Linked DNA regions of Capra hircus: region 1 is linked to region 2. The links are chromatin contacts, called in public Hi-C maps. All regions are on one chromosome and are shown on one strand. The core of a region is the stretch at or near the end of the contact, and the rest is flanking DNA. Distances in the headings are between cores, read along the strand shown.

Region 1 (5,999 bases), core at 1,979-4,478, 130 kb before region 2:
TTAGTCACCAGTTTTGACAAGGAGTTAAATCGGTTACATAACAGCCTCCCTTGCTCTCCACTGGCTCTCCAGAGCTGGGCTCTCTCTCAGGGTGGAGGGGCTGGGGCAGGAAGGGGGTGACATTCGGGGAGCAGTGGAGCTGAGGTTCCTGCAGGGGCCCTCCCCCTGCCTGCTTCGGCCCTCCAGGGCCAGAAGGAGGCGCCAGCTGTTCACCGCCTGTCTGAATCTTGGCCACCCTGCCTCCCCCACAGCCCACGCTAGCCTTGCAACCTACTGCTCTCCGCACTGAGCTCCAGCAGGAAGGATGCCCCCGCTGAGGAGGTCAACTGTCTCTCAGCTCACGGCAGCTCAGAAGCACTTGGAGCGCCCCTGGGCCCACTTCCCTTGCTTAATTTGTTAGAAGATATCTTTATAGTAATTATTTCCATCAACATTTAGTAACACCTTTGGTCGTGCCCTGTTCAAGGCATTGTAGGAGCGACAAATGTGAATAAGACACAGACACGCGGTAGCAGAAGTAGCTTGGAATTATAGCACCTTTCCTCCAGAGAGAGAGCACTTTCAGGTAAAGGAACTCAAAGCTGTGGGCCCCATTTCCTGCTGAGGGTCAAATTAATTTTTTTAATTTATTTTTGATTGACTAATTTGGCTGCGCCGGGTCTTCCTTATGGCACTTGGGGCTTCTCTAGTCTCAGAGCACAGGCTCTAGAGCGCAAAGGGCTCAGTAGTTGTGGTGCATGAGAGCTTAGTGGCCCTGTGGCATGTGGGATCTTAGTTCCCTGACCAGGAATCGAGACCGCGTCCCGTGCGTTAGAAAGTGGATTCTTAACCACTGGAACGCCAGGGAAGTCCCTGAGGATCTGGTTTAATCCCTGCATACAGGCAGGAGAAACCAACCTTTCCTGAGAAATGCCTGGGACACTGCAGGCTTCTAGCGGCCGGAGTTTCTGGTTGATTAACTCACCCACTGCTTGCTCATGGCTGAATGAAGAATGTTCAACAGTATTAATAATGGACAATGAGGATGAGGACAATGATGACAAAAATAATGTTAGAGAAGAGTACATGTGTCCCATTTTGGCCCCAAGCCCGTGGGACTTTAATCCTTCCTTCTTCCCCATTGGCACGTCTCTTACACGCGCAGGATAATAGAAAACAGGAGCAGAAGTTTGGGAAACGTTTCAGAATCATTCACACAGGCCTCTGACTCCAAGCAGGACTTGACTAACTCATCCAGGAAGAGTCATCATTGCAGCTAGTGGGTGAATGCAGGAGTCTGTGAGTGGGGCAGGGCCTCTTGGACCCTTCTTCCCCTTCCCAAGTGTGAAAGTGAAAGTGTGAGTTGCTAGTGCTGTGCTGTGCTGTGCTTAGTCCCTCAGTTGTGTCCAACTCTTTGCGACCCCATGGACTGTAGTCCACCAGGCTCCTCTGTCCATGGGATTCTCCAGGCAAGAATACTGGAGTGGGTAACCATTCCCTTCTCCAGGGCATCTTTCTGACCCAGGAATCAAACCCAGATCTCCCACATTGCAGGCAAATTCTTTACTGTCTGAGCCACCAGAGACACATAAGTGAAGGGAAAGTCCCCAACTCAGACTCTACAGGACTGTGATAACACCAAGGACCACGTTCCCTGCTCATCGCCCTACCAGATTTGTGACAATTAAGAACTGGCAGAGATCTCAGAGATAGCCTAGTCTAGCCTTCTCATTGTACAGATGAGAACACAGAGGCCCAGAGAAGAGAGATGACTTACCTGGGGCCACACAGCAGAGCTGGGACTCAAACTCCTATCTCCTTTTTAAAAAATATTTAGTTTTGTTTATTTATTTTTTTGGCTTTGCCAGTCTTAGTTGCGGCCTGCAAGATCTCCAGTCTTCATTTCAGCATGCAAGATCTAGTTCCCTGAGCTGGGGTGGAACCCAGGGCCCTGCATTGAGAGCAAGGAGTCTTAGCCACTGGACCTCCAGGGGAGTCCCCCATCTCCTTTCACTATGCTGTGAAAACCAGACAGAGAAAGGCAATGGAGGAAGCTATTCAGGGAAGCTATTATATTAGGTGCCCCTTCTTGCAGAAATCCACATAATCCATAATTCCTGCCTCTCTGGCTCCATAGCAGGCAAGAAACAGCTTTGCACAGAGGAGCAGCTGTGCTCATGCAAGTGGCCATGATGCCACGTCAGTGTGTTTCCAGAACAACGAGCCTTTCCCCTGTGCTCAGCTACCTAGAAAAGAGTCTAAAGGGGTAAACGACCCTCCAGCCCCCAGGCAAATTCCTGATGAGAACCTGATCCAGCTTTTAGCTCCCAAAGATCTCTCTGAGTGTCTACTTGGAATAAGCTGTCCCAGCAATGTTTACAGACAATTAGAGACAATTAAAGGATTAAGTGGGAAACCTTGGGTTGATGTAGGCCACACATTCACGCACTCATTCAACAAGCTTCTAAGAGTGTCTACTCTGAGAGGATTCAGCAAGGAAGAAGAGTGGGTCTTTGAGCTTAGTATACCCTCAGTCTAGTAGATGAGACAGAAAAAAGGAGGGGCTTTAATCGCTACAATGCAAGACATTTAGGGGCTTCCTTGGTAGCTCAGTGGTGAAGAATCCACCTGCCAATGCAGGAGACTCGGGTTCGATCCCTGGGTGGGGAAGATACCCTGGAGAAATAAATGGCAACCCACTCCAGTATTCTTGCCTGGGAAATCCCATGGGCAAAGGAGCCTGGTGGGCTACAGTCCATGGGGTCACAAAGAGTCAGACATGGCTTAGCGACTAAACAACAACAAAGACATTTGGGAAGCACACAGAAGGTGAGGAGTCAGGCAGCTTTGCAGAGGAGCCGTCAGACCCTGGGAACTCAGGAGCCATCTCAAAGCCCATCCTGGCCAATGCGTCTGATCCATCTGCTGTCAGGTTTCTCTTTGCCCTTCGTCCCTCCCTGACCCCAGAGCTCAGACATTCTGTTTTTCATGAGAATGTAGACCCTCACTAACCCCTAGCTCCAGCCTCTGGCTTCAGATTTTCCTTTTCCATCATTTTCCCCATTTGGGACCCCAACCAAGCCCACACCCTACTGATGGACGGGTAGACTCGGTGTGGAGATTGCGGGGAGGGGCCCCACCAGACTTACCCCGACAGATGTGCTCTGTCCCCCGCACAGCTGTCCGGCCAGCCCATCTGCACTCACTTCCTGCCTCCCAGCTCCAGCCCCTCACACCTCCCACGCAGGGGTGGGGAAGTCTGGTCCAAACGCCAGTATCGAGCCCCACCACCCTCCCACCCACCAGCACACCAAAGCCAGTAGGCCAGGAGCCTGGCTCCCACCCTCTGCCCTCCTCCACAAGGAGTAGTGGCCTGGGAAGGACTTTGGCAAGGTGGCCTCTCTGAGGGGCTCTGCCTCAGGGTTCAACCTAAGGCACTAGGCAGCTGCGGGAGCCCCCCAGCTTCTCCAGTGCTCCCAAAACCGACTGTCCTCATGAAACTCACTACAGTGTCACTGATCTGATTTCATTATTTGGTCAAAACTAAGGAGTCTGCTTCTCTCTGGCTAGGTGTCTCCAAGAGAAGGAGAAACTATTTTCAAAACAAGTTTGATGTGAAAAGATGTCCCAGCTAAAAGTCTGCCCTGATGCCCTTTACAGTGCTGATTCATTGTTGAAGTCCATGCAGTGACCCTAGTTTTGATGCTGGGAGGTGGGAGGAAATGGGAAATCTCTCGAGGAAGTGACTTCTCTGGAAATCTGTGTGTTCCTGGGATGCTATCAGTTGCCTCCTGATCGCTGAACAGGGCACATACGTTCTCTGGGATGACAGGGATGGTTCAGGCAGCTCTGCAGCTCCCATGAGCTGAAAATTATTTAAGGACAGGAACTGCAGCCCTGTAGCCCCAGCCCTAACTCCATCCATGGTAGGCACTCACTAACAGTGTGCTGAACCAGGCTACCAGGCTATTCTCTGGCCACCTGCCTCTTGCATCACACAGGCAAGTGGGGAATCTGATTAACCCTCATGGTTTGCTCTTAGGAAACTCAAATTGGGCAATACCATATGTCTCCATGACAGAGAATGGGGACAGGAGAGTACTGGAGTAATGAGAAATTTGACTGTAAAATTAACAGATATCTTCTGCTCAACCCAGACTCTTTTCTTTAATACTATGTCCCAGTGCATTGGGAGTGAGGGAGAAAGATGATAAATTGTTCCCTTTTCCTAGAAACAAAAGATGTCTTACAAGTGTGTGCAAACCCCAGGATCCTGTATCTCTTGAATGGGATTACCTGGGTAGGAACGGGTTTCTCCAGGCAGAAATGAGCCCCTAGAACAAGGGCTGGTGCCAAGAACAAAAGCTAAGGGTTAACCCAACCTTTCTAGGTGCAAGAAGGGGTTTTCTTCTTGACCGCCATTTTTGAATGAGGGGAAATTCCAATTTTCTCCACTGTTCCCACCACAATCACAGACACACCCAGCCTTTGTATATGACTTTAAGTGAGGGGCATTGCTAGCCTTCCTGCCCAGCTGGAAACCCATTAATGTGGACATCCATTCAAGTTTTTCAAACTGCTCACTCTCACAGCCTCAGATGTGACCAGACAACTGTGGAGTTCTGTTATTTTATTTTCAAAGTGTTTTGCTAAGTATCTAAGAAAGAACCTCTCTTTCGCAAAGACATCCATGTCACCGTTTTTCCACTTTACAAATCTGGCCGCCGTAACCATGGCAGAGTCCCTGAAAATTCAGGTCCCAGCCTGAAAACTCGGATCATCTGATAAGTTTGAGCCTCTTGTAACAGAAAGAGAAGGTGGATGAGAGATGGCTGATGACAAGAGGGATGAATGACAGCTGGGCAGGAAGGCAGGCTGATAAGCCCACAGCAGGCAAGGAGCCCCGTCCCCACCCAGGGCCTTTGAGGCAGGCTGCTTGGCAAAAGGAGACACTCCTTTGTTTTAGGAATGGTTAATTTATGCCCCTGTGGTTTCAAACAAGAGCAACCCAAAGTTTTCTTTAAATACACACACACACATACACGCTCCCCTTCCCTCTCCTCCTACTCTCCTCCTCTTCCAAGGCGAGGCTCCTCTCCCCTAGCCCAATGATATGGGGCCTCTTTCCTTAAGAGAAAGGGACAAACCATATTCACCAGTTCACCCAGATTATTCCACTAGTTCATGGCAGTAGAGAAGCCCTAAGACCACACAGAGGTTCCTGAGTATCAGACCCAAGTTCTCCAAGGCAACAGGATGAGGGAAGGAAGGGAAAGAGCTTCATTCTGACCACCTGCAAGGGTGGAAAACAGTCTTGCGGGCCCTCAGAGACCCCCAGATTTTACAACATAACAGCCTCTGTAGGCCTCTGAATCGAGGACCCTAACGTTTGCTCTCCTAATCTAGGGACCTCCGTTTAAGGTAGCCACCCTCACCCACCCTAACCCCATCTAGAAGCAGGAGGCTCAGCCTTGGAGCCCCTGCAGCATGGATTCCCTGGACCAGATTTCACAACCCAGCGCTGAATTTTACTACAAGTTTCAGACAAAGAAGGTGTGTCAGAGCCGAGAGCATGCTTCTGCCCGCTGCGTGGGCGTCAAGTTCAATACCTTCTTGTCAACACTTGAATGTGTTGAACATCACTCACAAGGGCATTCTTTAAGAAACCTATTAACTTAATTACCGAGGCGGGTTTTTTTTTTCCCCCTCTCTTCCCCTATCCATGCATCTCATATAAAACTTTGGCTTTCTTCCTCTCTGAGATACTTTTGATGTTACTCCTCTCCCCTTGGCACAATACCATCTTGTTTATTTCTCTAACAGTTAGTCAGGGTGGCTGCACTGGTTAGTCTGATTCCTTGGCTCAGGTCTTAGCGCTGTAGGGAGCTGCGAGAGAGCAAAGTGTGACTCCAGTGATGGAGGAGAAGGTTGTCTGGCATCGTCCTCTCACTGCCTGATTGCAGTGGGAATCCAGAGGAAGAGGGCAGTGAAGGTATAAACCAGTTTCTACAGCATGTGCC
Region 2 (6,236 bases), core at 3,424-5,923:
GCACCTTGACAAAGACGAGGAAACTGTCTGCCGCTCTCTGCCTGCCTGGTCCTTGTCCTATCTCTGTGCCTGCCCCCACCCACCACCTCGTGGGCAGCCAAAGAGATGGAGCAGAGGCCGGGACACTGGGGATGCCAGGCAGGGGTGTTGCTAATGAGAGAGTCAGGGCAGCTGCTGGTGTTCCATGTCCAGTTTGGGTGGAAGGACAGGGGCTCCCCTAGCACCTGAGACCCCCTTGTAGCACTGCCTGAGGCCAAAGAGGTGAGATGAGTCCCATCTTCTCTGGAGGTCTCAGCCACCTAGGTGTCCAGCCCTACCTGGGGGACCATGTGTCGTGGAGGTGGCCATCTGCTCCAGTTTGCCCAGCACCGAGTAGGCCTGAGTCTTCTGCCCAGCAGAGCAGTCCTTCGGGTATTGGTTTGATTACAGTGTACAGGGGCCTGTGACTAAGGATTCTGAGATGGGTGGCTGCACTGGCCCACATTCGCATCTCCAGCTACACAGTGAGCCCATTACAGACACACAGGCAGTTAGAAGGATCCTCTTCAGTGGCCTGTTTGTTTCATCCGAGTTTACTGCCTGGGTCCATAGCTTTGTTTGGGACATTATGCTCCAGTCAGGCTTCTGTCCTCTGTTCTCTGGCAGAAGTGGTCGCTACTCTTAGGTCACTGCACTCTTGATTTGTTGAGTCTTTTTTCTGCCCCAACTTCTATTTTCTGAGCCTCCCTCTTCATGCTTGTCAGCCATAGAATAACCGCTGGGCCATCATCTTCTCAGCTGGAGGTGGCATCTCCACCAGCTACTCAGGCTTAGTGTTCAAACCACCCTTTTTCTGTCCAGTTCCAGAAAACCCACTCATGGCTTTGCCCGGCCTCCTCCCACGCTCATTAGTCGAGGAGAACGCAGCATGGACGTGGTCCTGCCCTGGGTTCGTCTCAAGACTAGGTTGCCCTTCCCAGTCAAAGAGGACCTTCATCACAAAGACTGTGCCTACGGTGGCCAGCCATGCCTCTGCTGCTGCTCTTTCTGACCAGCTGCTAGAGCATTTCCCTGTGGTTGCTTTAGTCCTGGTGGGGCAGAGCTCCTTGAGTCATTTTTCTCAAACATTTGGTCTGACAGTTTGGCCATTTCAACAGCAGAACATGCGGATTCTTGCGTTTCTGGTGGAACTGGTAGAAAAGGGCAGGAGTAGGTTGTGTTGTTTTATTGGAATATAGTTGATTTACAAGGTTATGTTAGTTTCAGGTGTACATCATCAGAGTGATTCTGTTTTTTGTTTTTATTTTTTGGCTATGCCGTGTGGCTTGTGGGATTTTAGTTTCCCAACCAGGGGTTGAACCTGTGTTCTTGACAGTGAGAGTGCAGACAGAGTGCTAACCACTGGACAACCAGGGAATTCTCCATTCAGTTATATATGTATGTGTGTGTGTGTGTGTGTGTGTGTTTTATAAACATTCTTTTTCAGATTGTTTTCCTCAGATTGTTTTCCATTATAGGTTATTACAAGATATTGAATATAGTTCCCTATGCTATGCAGTAAGGGCTTCCCAGGTGGCTCAGTGGTAAAGAATCCACCTGCCAATTCAGGAGATGCAGGTTTGATCCCTGGGTCCAGATGATCCCTGGAGAAGGAAGTGGCAACCCACTCCATTATTCTTGCCTGGAGAATACCATGGACAAAGGAACCTGGCAGGCTACAGTCAGTCCATGGGGTTGCAAAGAGTCCCACACAACTTAGTGACTAAACAACAACTACTTTGTTCATCCATTTTATATATAGCGGTGTGTGTCTGGCTAATCCCAAACTCCTAATTTACCCCTCCCCTTCATCAATGGACATGAGTTTGATCAAAATCTGGGAGATAGTGAAGGACAGGGAAACCTGGTAAACTGCATTCCACGGGGTCGCAGAGTCAGACACAACTTAGTGACTGACAGCTCTTGCCGTTTGGTAGCTATCAGTTTGTTTTCTACGTCTACGAATCTGTTTTGTTTTGTTCATGCATGTCGTGTTTTAGAGTCTATGTATGAACAATACAATATGATACTTGTCTTTCTCCGTCTGATTTAGCATCGTCATCTCTAGGTCCATCAGTCTTGCTGCAGCTGGCATCACTTCATTCTTCTTTAATGGCTGATTGATGTGGGAGCAGGCATGGTTGCACCTCATGGCAGTGTGAGGCGGTGGGGAGGTGCCAGATGGAGAGCTGGGACCCTGGAGTGAACCTCTGCTGGGCCCGCACTACCTAACTGTGACCTTAGACAATTCATGTCATCTCTCTGGTCTCAGCTCTTGTACTTTTTTAAAGGAAGATGTTGGACAGAAGCTTGATCTCCAGGCTTTTCTGACACCAGCCCTCAGAGTGGCTGCCCTTGGCCCAGCTCCTGGAGCACTCTTGGATCCAGGCCCAATCGTGAAGGGTGTGTCTCCATTTGCTCAAATGGCTTCCTGAGCCCTGTCTACCCCTGTCCCTACATGATTGTCTAGGGAGCTCTCCTGGTTCTGCTAGCTCGTCTGTCTTTTGTTTCTTCTCAGAGGCATGATGCTAATTAATAGAAGCTGAATCATTTTGTACCAAGTCAAAAAAAAAAAAATACTCCAAGGAGTCTTCAGCTCCTCCATACTCTGAAATGTGTGGAGTCATACAAGGTGGGGGCTAAAAGGCAGTGGCCACATCCTAGGCATCTTGCATTCACGACCCCCTGAGTCTCCTTAGGGGCCATGGAGAGGCCCTTTGCCCTGTCTTCCTTCCCCCGACCTTACCCCACGGTGATATTCTTAGCATGTACCCCACTGAAGCCAGGGCCACATCTGTCTCATCCGTAGTAAGATCCCCAAGATCTAGAATGAAGCCTGGTCCTTGATAGACACTCAGTATGTGTTTCTGAATGAGTGATGAACTGCCAGCCTGCAGCTCTAAGAACGGGCCTGTCTTCCCAGGTTCGGCAGTGTGTTCCCAAGTCTCAATATGGCAGTGAAACGGCGGGAGCAGGCCTTGCAGGACTACAGAAGGCTCCAAGCCAAGGTGGAGAAGTACGAGGAGAAGGAGAAGACGGGACCGGTACTGGCCAAACTCCACCAGGTACCAGGAGGAAGTGCCGGGGGTGGACCGAAAGCCGTGTGGTCCCACACGGCAAGTTCCTCCTTCACCAAGGGGCCGAGACACCAGATGTCGTGACACCTCCACCCTCCCCACCCCACCGCCCCCACACACATATCTTGCCCCAGTCAGGGTTCTGGGTGAGCCGTGACACCCAGCGTGTTGCTCCCCAGGCCCGAGAAGAGCTTAGGCCAGTGCGGGATGACTTTGAGGCCAAGAACAAGCAGCTCCTGGATGAGATGCCGCGCTTCTACAACAGCCGACTGGACTACTTCCAGCCCAGCTTTGAGTCCCTGATCAGAGCACAGGTGAGGCGGCTGCCACCCCTCCTGCCCTGGAGGATGGCCCAGCACTGCTTCCCTTGGTGGGGAGGCGGCCGAGGGCTTCGGACCAGCCCAGCCCCACCACACACACTTGAAGTGGGCTTAGCCACTTTCTCCCACCACCCCCGCCCTCCCCATCAACTCCCCAGCACTGCCTGAGGGGAGGAATCCAGGCACCTCTGGTTGTTGGCTAGAATTCCTGTTTTGGTTTATCTGTTGCTTTGTGGTTAATCCTAGCCTTGGGACAAGGCCCACCTTATCCATGAGTCCTTCCCTCAAGTTCTCCCCACTCCCGCTCAACCACAAGGGCAGGAAGAAACCAGGCCGCACCTACAGTGCCTCACCCTGATGGGCAGGTACCTTGCCTGGTGGGCTCAGGTCAAGAACAGAGGCCTTTTCCTACAGACCCTGATTAGCCCTTTCGGTGGAAGACCGGGGAGTGTCTTGCCCTTTAGCAACCCTGGGCAGGGTCCCTAAACCCTGGAGAGAACCATGCTCAGCAGTCCCTCTGGGGCACCACTTTCGGTGGAAAGGTAGGCTCACTTGGGCTGGGCTGGGGTGGAGGTGCACTGAGGTGGCCCTAGGAACCATGCCTCCTGCCACTCAAGGGTATAAAGACCGAGTCGCTCCTGCCCTCCTCTGCCCCACATTCTTCAAGCAGTTAGCGGGAAAAGGTTGAGGTGCCAAAACCAAAATGTTTTCTATATGTGGGACACCCCGCCGCCTCCTCCCACTCCCTCCACAAGGTGACAGCAGGTAGTCAGCATTCTGCCAATTTCCCACCAGGTAACAAAGCTAAAGGCTCAGCATGTCCCCCTCCGCCTCCAACCTCAGCTCCTCAGCTCCTGGCCTGGGTGTCTGGCGCCCTCTAGTGGACACACTCGTTCTTGCAGCGTCCACAGTTGCAGACTCTGAGGAAAAGCCAGGTTTCTCTCTCCTAGCCTATCTTGGGAGAACCCCAGAACCCATGGGAATCATGGGATCCGGAGCCCTGAGCAGGATTAACATTAGTGACCAGAACCCCGGGGGTGCAGGGAAAGTGAAGCAGAGAGCTGAGTGCGTGGGGATGGCCCTGCCCTTGGAGGTGCATGCAGGCTTGCTTCCAGGGGCTTCTCCCTGGGCCAAAGGGCAATGGTTTGAGGAGGCCCTAGCCTTCCCTCTCCTGTGCCGTGCTCCCAGGCCCCCAGCATGGCCCCTCCACCCTGCATTGTGTGCAGGAGGAAAACCAAGTGCCCAGGCAGGGAGCTCTGGGTGCCCTGTAACCAGGCAGCAGGGTGGTGAGGGGTTGTTTACTGCCTCGTCAGCGCCAGCCTCCCCCTCCCGCGGCTGCTGCTGTCATTAGTCACAGAAGTGAGCATTCCGAGTGACTCAGCCTGCGCAGTGCGGCTCGGGGCAGGGAGCTGGGGGAGGGAGCCATCCATCCTCACCACCCCAGCCCAGGCCCCAGCCCCTTGGGTGACACAGGATTTGGAGACCTTGATTCAACTACCCCTCAGCCAGTGGAGACCCAGCTCTGGGAGTGTGGAAGGCGACGTGACCTGGCCTTGCCCCTAGTAGCACTGCAAGCCTCAGGAAAAGGAGAGTTCCTCCTCCCCAGAGATAGCTTGGAGCTGGAGCTGGTAAAATTTCAGGGTGCTCAAGCAGTATCGAACATTTTCTTGAAAGCCCATGCTTTCACTTGGTTGGGAGGTGGAGGCTGAGGCAGAAGGGGCCCCCGGCTGATGGTCCTCACTCCTCAGCCTGCTGCCCCCACGTCCTTCCTGCAGGCCGCCTTCCTACTCTGGTGTCTGGGCAGGAGACACAGAACAATCCTGGTCTCTGGCTTGGCTTTCCTGGGTCTGCAGCTGAGATGGTGGTCAGGGCTGGGAAGGTGTGTCCCCTCTCACCTTGACCTCTAAGACTGTCCCAGGGCTCTGGGAGCTGCCTTGACCTCTCCCCCATGGCCAAGAGCTTCTCCTGGCTTCCATAAAGCAGGTAGCCCCTCAAGTGCCTGACTCCCTAGGCCCACCCCCAGGATCCAAGGGTCTACCCACTCCCCCCAGCCCTCTCCCCTCAGCTGCCTGGAGAGCTCAAGCCTCCACCTCACCAAGGACCTGTCACTCCCCTCTGCACCCAGGCAATGGGCAGCAAACGTTCCTGAAGGGCTCAGGGCCGTGGTTGTCCTGCAGTCCAAGGGGAAGGGCGGTGGTGGAGGGGAGGTGACAGAACAGCAGGGGGCCAGCCCACAGGCTCCAACTTCTCTGCCCACCATCCCAGGGGTGCAGTGCTTTGGGGCCCCGTGTCCTGAGCATAGCACCTGCAGACCTCTCCTCTTACCATCCCCAGGTCGTGTACTACTCAGAAATGCACAAGATCTTTGGAGACTTGACCCAGCAGCTTGACCAGCCCGGCTGCCCTGACGAGCAGCGGGAGCGGGAGAACGAGGCCAGGCTGAGCGAGCTCCGAGCCCTCTCCATCGTGGCCGATGACTGAGCCTGGCCTGGGGAAGACTCTGGAACACAAGCCAGCCTCCCTCATCTGCCCTTTTCGAAAGCTCAAAAGCTCAGGCATCAGCCAGCAAAGGGCCCCTCCCTGGGAGAAGTATGGGGACAGCAGTGGCTCCCCCTCCCCAGCCCCTGGGAAAGCCTGACACCAAGAGCCCTAGCAGGCTACTGTGTCTCTACCCCACTGTAGCAGAAACCGGCAGACAGGTAAGCAGTGTAGACTGTCTGTTCCTCAAGAACCGTCCAAAGTGCCTCCTGGCCTCGGGCCAGAGCCTGGACTGTCAGCTCCCTAGAAGTCTCTGCCTGGCTACAGTTGGGACCACATCTAC

Evidence for each region. A called contact is a pair of places that touch in the nucleus more often than the background predicts.
Region 1: a contact with region 2 is called in a Hi-C map of blood, with 3 times the contacts expected there. The contact joins two enhancer-like sites. A contact is called at or near these places in 2 of 5 Hi-C or Micro-C datasets (both in blood).

Annotation. Positions count from the first base shown.
Region 1 is chr8:69,704,035-69,710,033 of ARS1.2, reverse strand. The region is part of intron 4 of PEBP4 (phosphatidylethanolamine-binding protein 4); the gene reads left to right. Among named protein-coding and RNA genes, the nearest start is that of EGR3, 60 kb to the right of the region's middle. Within about 2 kb of position 3,228, at least 1 of the 5 cell types and tissues checked has an H3K27ac peak or open chromatin away from gene starts, as enhancers often do.
Region 2 is chr8:69,570,833-69,577,068 of ARS1.2, reverse strand. BIN3 (bridging integrator 3) reads left to right here. Exons shown (of 8, transcript XM_018052318.1): 6 at 2,942-3,083; 7 at 3,275-3,409; 8 at 5,750-6,236. The coding sequence ends at 5,896. Among named protein-coding and RNA genes, the nearest start is that of CCAR2, 19 kb to the right of the region's middle. Within about 2 kb of position 4,673, at least 4 of the 5 cell types and tissues checked have an H3K27ac peak or open chromatin away from gene starts, as enhancers often do.